Regions from separate parts of the Acanthopagrus latus genome. Here region 1 is linked to region 2. The links are chromatin contacts, called in public Hi-C maps. All regions are on one chromosome and are shown on one strand. Each heading gives the region's core, a stretch centred on a gene start, on an enhancer-like site or on the middle of the called end of the contact. The rest is flanking DNA. Distances are from core to core; before and after follow the strand shown. Region 1 holds the start of pias4a (E3 SUMO-protein ligase PIAS4-A). Region 2 holds the start of LOC119028428 (elongation factor 2-like).

The links. A called contact is a pair of places that touch in the nucleus more often than the background predicts.
Region 1: a contact with region 2 is called in a Hi-C map of muscle, with 2.4 times the contacts expected there. The contact joins the promoter of pias4a here to the promoter of LOC119028428 in region 2. A contact is called at or near these places in 2 of 4 Hi-C or Micro-C datasets (liver and muscle).

What each region holds. Positions count from the first base shown.
Region 1 is chr11:10,856,013-10,860,300 of fAcaLat1.1, forward strand. pias4a (E3 SUMO-protein ligase PIAS4-A) reads right to left here and starts at 2,475. Exons shown (of 11, transcript XM_037114844.1): 1 at 2,348-2,475; 2 at 1-249. The coding sequence starts at 2,374.
Region 2 is chr11:10,671,971-10,676,537 of fAcaLat1.1, forward strand. LOC119028428 (elongation factor 2-like) reads left to right here and starts at 2,280. Exons shown (of 13, transcript XM_037114393.1): 1 at 2,280-2,432; 2 at 3,491-3,705; 3 at 4,201-4,382. The coding sequence starts at 2,430. LOC119028431 (a long non-coding RNA gene) reads right to left here and starts at 3,482. Exons shown (of 3, transcript XR_005077706.1): 1 at 3,126-3,482; 2 at 1,229-1,355; 3 at 1-631.

The DNA.
Region 1 (4,288 bases), core at 1,225-3,724, 180 kb after region 2:
GGGGGAGGAGCTGAGGGATGAGTAGGCGACTGAGATGCCCTCTGGACGCCGTGCCGCAAGCCAGCCGGATGTTTTGGGGAAGCGCGACTCATAGAGCTGTCTGACATTCTTCAGAAGCTCTGGGCTGTATTCGGTCTGCACTAGCCTCAGTGCACGCCCCACCAGGTCCTGTTTCAGCCCACTTTTGCTGCGGCCCATTGAGGCCAGCAGCGTCTGCAGGTCTGAGACCCGGAAACTTTTGACCATGTTCTAGAGGGGAACAAGAAAAAAAGAAGATTAGGAACACAACACAAGAACAATGAAAGCTGTAGATATTGAAGATCTGAGTGACAGTGCAGTGAATTTACAAATCCAGACTGAATTTGAGAGCCAAGGCATATTGATACTTGATTGAAATTCAAACTAATTTACTACAGTGCTAATGGCTCTGGATGTATTTGACCTGTGACTCTGAGAACTCCACAATTTTCAATATATATTCTTTTCTCAATTACTGAAGCTCTTTTTCAAGGTAATCACAGTCTGATGTTCTACAGCATCACTCTCACTGTGAGAAAAAATCATTGTCTATCTATGTGACAAAGTTGAAAAATATGTTCCATTACATTACGTTTTTGATCTGTGAAATTATCTAGTGAGTGTATCAAGTTCCTAAACATAGTCTCAAAAAAAGAAGCAGAAAATGTCAAAATGGATTGAGTGATTCAATTCCTTGTGGAATTCTTGCCTACAACCCATCTAATAACTTTGTCCATGACAGGCTTGACGCAAATATCTGCACTTCTATGTATGTATGCATTTAACAGGACATAGCAGTGTCTGATTCCTGCTAAAATTAGCCTTTATCCTTAGTCACTTTAATCCTACAGAGGCTTGAACCTGTCTCGTAATTGGAGGGATAAGTAAGCTTCTAGAGAGATTTTGATTATTCCCTTCTTAAAAAACGGTGGTACCATAAACCAAAATTCCAGAAAACTGAAACGGTTACAATGTATGACTGGACCTCCCACTACACACTTAATAGGTCATGTGAGGCATACAAACATATAAAACCCACTGACAAATTGGACTGTGATTAATCAGAGGGTTTTAAGAAAAATGTTTCAAGAAGAATCACAAAACACTTTTAAACACAATACCAAATGAAATATCTGGTAAAAGCTAGAGTTTGGATCTTTATTTGGAAAGAGACAGGTTTAGTTTGCCTTGTGTGATATTTACACGTCTACCGAAATGTAAAACCAATCAACTTCCACAAAATGCAGCGTCTTGTCAGTGTGCCCTAACACTGCTGGAGAGCATGTTTTTTTTTTAATAAATCGATTCAAGTGACGTCTAAACTTCGAGCGGAAGTGAAACCACAACAAGCCCATTTGTTTACTTTTTGAGCGCACTAAATCAAAGTGCAGACGGAGACACAGTCAAATACAAATGTAACCTTCAGTGTGACACGTGTTTAACATACTCGACATTACGAGTCCACATTTCGATTAGCAGAACTAAATGTGTATATAACACTATAACACTTAGATAAAGCTCTAAGTGGAATCGATGATCCCATTACAGGACACATATGACAAAACATATCGCCTGTAGGCGGATGCTGATTTAAAATGCAGCAACAACACAGAGTATACAATCTTGATTGTGGAGCAAAACACGAATTATTGTTGGAAAAACCTGAGCGGCGTAGCATTAGCTTTGTCTGACATTGTTGCGTTGGACATCAGTAGCACAACAGCTTTGTGTCTAGATTTATTCTTTTTTTAAAATGTAGCTGCCAATCGGGCTTCTGTTGAACACGCTGTGCAAAAATGCCGCGATCAAGTCAGTAATGTTGCAGTTTCTCTAGCCTCATGTGAATATTACCAATGTAGCCTGCGCTTAGCAGCTGGCTAGCTTCTCCACAGACTGGGCTGTCGGTATTCAATCATTGCAACTGGACATTTTGACAGGTGCACAGCTTCATAAACTAACAGGCTAAATACAGACAGACATGACTGTGAGTCAAATGACATCAAATATTGTCGCGCTGGGAAGTATGTTAGCTGCGAACCCCCAAGTGTATTCATGTTCACATCATTCATTTTCGGTGTCTTCCTTCAAAGCCAGCGTGATGCTAGCTGGACCAACGCACTTGCATAGTTAACGTTACCTAGCAGGCTAGCTATGCTAGCACCACAGGCTAGTTCGTTTCGTCGTGACTGTAATACGCCACATTTGTGAGAGTACAAACTCTTCACTATATTCACACAAAGCCGGCAGTTTCCCCTCAACTATGCTGGGTTTCAAATCATACTCCCGCGCCCGTCTTCCATCAAACCAAAGCTAGCCAAGCTCTACTTGCCATCGCTTCCACCAGTTCGGCCGCCATCTTCCTGCAGCAGTACCGCGAGAGTCAGAGGCGGCTGCTAGTGTTTCACCAATGAAACGCAGAGCCTGCTTTGATAGACGGGTAGCCTCGACCAATCACAGTGAGGTTTGAAGCAGAGCCCTACGGGCTGCATGTGAAATGGGCGGGATCACAGTGTTTTAAAGTTACAGTTCAACTTTTTAAAAACACTAAGAGACAGGTCTCATTTCCAAAATAGGCCTCAGCGTCGATAGTTTATACCACGTGTGAAATTATTTTGATACCCGTGATGTTTCGGTTTAATAGTATTGAGGTATTGTGAACGTTTATCTTAAAAACGGCTTTAATTCAACATGGATGTAAAGTATGGGGTGTCAAGTGGACGGGGTCGCATGGTGTGTTCAAGCCCCGTCCGAGCAAAAAAATCCATTTCAGGGTCCGCGCCGGCTGTGAGATGTGGCGCTGATGCTTTGTCTAAGGTATGCTCATAATTTAATTAAAACGAGTAATTAACTAAATACACGTACATGTCAAAGTAAAGAGCAGTCACTCCCTGTCCAAAACGCAAGAAGCATATTGTGTCACACTTAAAGCAAAATGTAAATAGGCATACCAAGAACACACTTGTACTCCCTGTCGTGATCCAGCCCTGCTTTTCCAGCAGCTCCTCATATGTGGCAAAGAATAGCCTCATGGAAACACACAAATCAATTGAAGGAATTGCAGTATCATGTAATAACATGGTGTGTTTTGTTTTGGCTTTACTTGGATGCGAAACGTCAATAAGACAATGCTGTGCATTCAGTAGGAGAGCAGGCTTGTGTCACTATTGCTGCTGGATGGAGAATGTTATATTTGATTATGTTTTAATGAGTACAGCATGCAGTAAATGATATAGGAAATATAGGATTGAGTTAAATTTTTTATAGAGCTTTTTGAATATAGTTCACAAAGGCAGTACCAAATACATTAACCAGTACAATACAAGCTATATTTTTTACAATTATGTGATATTGGTTTAGACTTTTTAAATTAATAGAACATAAGCCTACATATAAATTAATATAGCTAATTACAACTCAAAAAGCTTGGTACTGTAAAGTCAGTGTAGTGTTCTCTTTTGTGCATGTAAAACGTGTTCTATTATCTAAACAGAAGAGGGCAATATGGTTCAGGATTTGACCTGACTGGTTTAATTCATTTCCTCACTAAAACTGGCAGAACAAAGTAGATCACTCCGGATACTGTGCTATTACTGTTGTCTGGGCTAATGTGATGGGTTGTGTTGTATCCTATTTTGGAGGGATTTCAATCTCCACAATTCTATGGTGTTCAAGTTAATCAGTGGAACTTCATACAAAGGTACTCAAAACACTCAAAAAGACCTTTATTTGTGTCAGATCACAGAGATTTTAAAGTTATAAATCATGGTAAAAATGGACATTGTTAATGTTTTCCATTTGATATGACACTGTAACTGTGTTAATTGCATCTTGGATTTAAAAGATTGCTCTGAAATTGTTATAAACAGAGTCACCGGACAGATACAAGCAGGAGACAAAATATATATGTGCAATTTTACGTGTAAATGTTTAGCATGACTCGTGGGCAAATTAAAGGAACATTTTGAACACATGGAGAATCAAGTGGTTTAAATAACCCTATACTTTAAGATGGATTAGGTTCTTCAGTAAACCTCATAATTAGCCAAAAAACACTCAAGGACTCTTGGCTGTCCTTCATTGTTAATCTTAATTATTCAAATGCCGGTCTTATCAATTAAATATAAAGATAACATACACCATTTATGTCAACATTCAAAAGTGTAACTTACAAGAGTCTGGTGTATTTGATCTGTAAATCACAACATGAACAATTCAGTCAATTCATTACCGAAATTCAAAAATAATTCAAACCGGAGCACAAATCACAAAA
Region 2 (4,567 bases), core at 1,030-3,529:
AACACGTCCTTTGAAGGTAAAAAGAATATCAGTCGTCGGTCGTCTCCCTCTACACCAGATTGTCAGTTCTCAAACAGCTTATTGTGTTGTTTCTCCATCCCGTTCTCTGCATATGTACCTAAAAGCCACTGGGGATGTATAACCAAAAGTCATGCTTGAGTAAAAGAGACGTTGTGCTAAAAAATCATGTTGTTAAAAGTGAAAGAATAAAACAGCAGAAAATGTACTTAAGTAAAGCAGAAATTGTACTTGCAGCACTTGAGCGAATCTACTGGGTTACATTCCATCACTGACAGCCACAGAGTTGGTGAAAGCCTTGATTATGAGACAAACAGGGTCCAATTAAAGCAACAGAAGGAGTCTCATAGTCAGACTAGTTTAACCGGAGATTGGAGGTGTATTGATTCCAGCACGATCAAAGAAGACATCTATCAGTTTTTCACACTGATTGCATCGATTCCATGATGAAAAGTATTGTTGACCTTGTCTTATTGTCTTAAACGTCTCTGTGAGTGCAACATAATCACTGCCTCACTCAGTGTAGCGTGAAATGATCATCCCAATAGCACAGTTCGTGGGACTGGAGTGCTGGAAGCTGAAGTTTCTGGAAGTAAAGCTGGGGCACCATCTGCTGGAAGAATAAAATAATGTTGTGAAGAATCCAACAATGAAAAATGAAATATCTGACGCAACACAACACTATTACATGTTTTTTTTCATCAACAGGATGGATTAGTGATCATTTCTGACCAGTGTTTTCTTTCATAACGCAGGATTAATATTGTTTCATAATAATTTCATGCCGATAAGTATGTGTTTTCCATAGTTATTAAGCACTTTATACCTGTTTGCTCTTTTTGCAAGAGAAGGCAATAAGCACAGGGATTAATTACAGAGCAGGCGCAGTACGTGATCAACCGTATACCATAAAAATACAGTGGAGTAAATGGTGCATTGTGGGCCTGTCAATAATAATGCTGAGACATAAACTATCTTAAAATGAAGATACTCTAGTAGAGTAGGTCTACAGGTATTGCTTAACTCAAAATTGTACTCGAATACAGTATTTGAGCAAATCTACTTACTTAGATTCTAGCTTTACTTAGATAATTCAAGGAATCTTGTGTGTTGCAGATCTGAGTCACTTAATTTTGGACATTTAGCACTAAGATTTGATTACCACCAAGTTACAAAGGGAAAAAGATAAGTTAGGAATATTATCACCCACATTTACATAACTGGCGTGAGGGACTTGCAGCAGGCCACCTGTAGCTGATGACCAGAACATGCATATAAGGTCGTTTAAGGACTTGTTGTATGATGCCACATGTTCACCAGAATGGATCACTAGCCACCTAGTGGAAAGGAGGAGGAAAAAAAGGAAGTCTTATAAAAAATGTGGATACAAAACACCCTGAACAGGAAAAACAAGTGAGCGGCCTGAATACTTCGGGCAGTCTATAGTAGAACCCCATTCAAGAAATACTTTTTTTTTTTTTCACTGACTCTGAGTTGCAAAAGTGTGTTAAATACCTGAAAGAATAGTATTATAGGTTTTCTTTCTTTCAGTTCATCAGCGTTTAAATTTTCCTGGTCAAAAAATAACAAGAAAATGCAGTTTACATTTGTTGATGGAATGTAACACAGCTCATTGCAGTGTATTTGAGTTTCATTGTTTTGATATTTGCATTTGTTTCTGTAAGAGATGGTAAAATATATATATATATATATATATATATATATATATATATATATATATATATATATATATATATATATATATATATATATGAATAAAAACGAAGTATGAGCAGATGCAGCAAAAATCCAGGAACTTTATTATTTTCCATGAGCAATATGTGGAATTTCAGGGTTAGAAAAAGGACTATTTGGTGTAAATTAAATTCAGGCATCATAAAAGAATGTCGCTGGTGTCTGAAGCAAGTAAGACATACTGTACTATGAATTGTGGAAATTCAGTTGGCTTCTTGGTGAGCCATTCCTTCTCTGTATTATTTAAAAGAGATGTGAGTTTAATCATATAAATGCAATTTACAAGTTATATTCATTGATATACAATTTTAAAAAGCATGTTATAAAGCTACTGATGCATTAACAAATGTCTTGCAGGATTCATAATTAGCCATAATTAGTTTTATCATCAATGGCTGTAGTGATTTAAATAAATATTTAACTCGGATGAATGATGATGAAGCTCCTTCGACTCCATAGACAACCAAACTTGAGATCACGAGCCGAAGCAGCGTGATGACATTTGTACGTGAAGACGCACAGGAATGACGCACGTATTATAAAGGCCTGTTTTCTGACGTCAGCGGCCTCTTCCCTGCCTATGCCCTCGTGAGGTGGGCAGCGTAAAATTTCCTGTCTGATTTCGCCACCAAGCGAATCCAATACCATCCGCCAAAATGGTGAGTTTGTCACATTTCTCCGAGTGATGATTAAGTTATGGGACACAAAAGGTGTCTTCGATGTTAGTATTTGTAATTTTGCGAGGGCACTTTGACGGATGCTACGCTACTTGCATGTCCGATCTATGGACCGGGCTTTGATCAAAATGGCAGCCATTTCGTGTTCTGCAACGTTGTCCGCTATATGTAATTATTGATTAAAAAATCAACTTCTGAATTGTTGCTGGATTTTTCCCTTGTTTACCTCTTTGAAAACATGTTCTGAATGGTGATATGCCGGCCGGCCCTTTTGTACAGGCTGAAATGGCTGACGTTGGGTGCCACTACTTGGCTAACTTTTACCATTGGTGGCCGCTTTGTAATTAAGCGTTGAGTGTTTTCTATGAATTCTTGTTAAGACCAAGACTAACGTAGCTGTATCTGGACATTCGTGTTTTTTAAAAGGCCGCCTCGATGTAGTGTCAGCGATTTGTTTTTGACGTTGTAAGGCGGGGGAACACTTGCCGGCATTTCGTGTTTCTGGCCCGACCGGCTAATTTAGCTTTCAAGCCCGTGTTAGCATCTAGCATAGTGTCAAAGTCTGTACACGTGGCCTACAAGAGCCGACACATTGTGCCGGCTATTAACGTGGTTCAACGTATTTATACCAACTGTTATTCAGTTGTCATCGCAGTCAGAATATCAGCAGCTCACCGTCTGAAATGTTAAACATCGTCAGCGAGCTGTAATAAATTTCTGTTAGGTGTAGCTGACGGTAACGTCACAGCTGATGTGATGCTGATGGCGGACACAACGCCCTGGTGGAAATGCTGCACAGTTGACGTTGCGTCAGCAGTAATTTTCGATAAGCTGTGGGTGCAGTTAGTGTGAGGCCAAGTTAAATAACAATTGTGTGCGCACTGAAACAAATGACGACTTGAAAATCAGCGTCCATGAGTTATAACGGGGATATCCTAGGCTGGTGTATATTAAGGCTCCTTTGCGACCTTTTCTCTGATTTGTCAGGTGTTTGTGTTTCCTCTTTCTGTGAATGTTCTAACTTGATTTTGCCCCCTCAGGTGAACTTCACAGTCGACCAGATCCGTGCCATCATGGACAAGAAGGCCAACATCCGTAACATGTCTGTGATTGCGCACGTCGACCACGGAAAGTCAACTCTGACGGACTCGCTTGTGTCGAAGGCTGGCATCATTGCCTCAGCTCGTGCTGGAGAGACCCGTTTCACAGACACACGGAAAGATGAACAGGAACGTTGTATCACCATCAAGTCAACGTAAGTATCTTGTGTCCCCACTGTTTTTGCAGTGTGAGCATTTTGTAGCAAGCAGATTTATGTAAAGGGTGGTGTGTATTTTTAAACACATCTTTTATGCAGCACCTCCCCATTTAATTCAAAATGTACTTGTGTTGTGGTCTAGCTTCTAATAATTGTTATATTGCACATACTGTAATGTTACAGCTAAACACTTGCAAAGTATGCTGTTGTGAACATGAACACAACTTTGACTACTGTTCTGCTTTGACTTTTTACTGTTATGGTACTAAAAAAAAACAATTGGCAGACTTCAATTTGTGAAGTTTTATTCTAGTTAATGTGAAGTCGTTAGACTTTGACAGTGCTATATTGGGAGGCATTGTATGGAAGACCTCTCTGCATAGGAAACAATTTTTGGATGGCAATCCTCGATAATAGGAAGGTGTGGCTTTTTTTTATTTTTTTTTTTTTTTTGGCAACTGACTTTGTCTAACAAATTGTTCCAACTTGCAGCGCCATCTCCCTGTTCTACGAGCTCAGCGATAATGACTTGGCCTTCATTAAGCAGGCCAAGGACGGGAATGGCTTCTTGATCAACCTGATTGACTCACCCGGGCACGTTGACTTCTCCTCTGAGGTGACTGCTGCCCTCCGTGTCACTGATGGAGCCCTGGTTGTGGTGGACTGTGTGTCTGGTAAGGCCATGGCTAACCGATCCTCAGCAATGCAAATTCCTAATACAGAATATATCCTTGTCATGGCTGATGGGTAGTTTGATCAAATGATTTTTAGTTATTTAGCTCACAATCACATTGCCTTAATGGGATTTGCAATCTGTACAGTGAACGATGGGGGGGCTCCTTGATCATAATAGACCTCA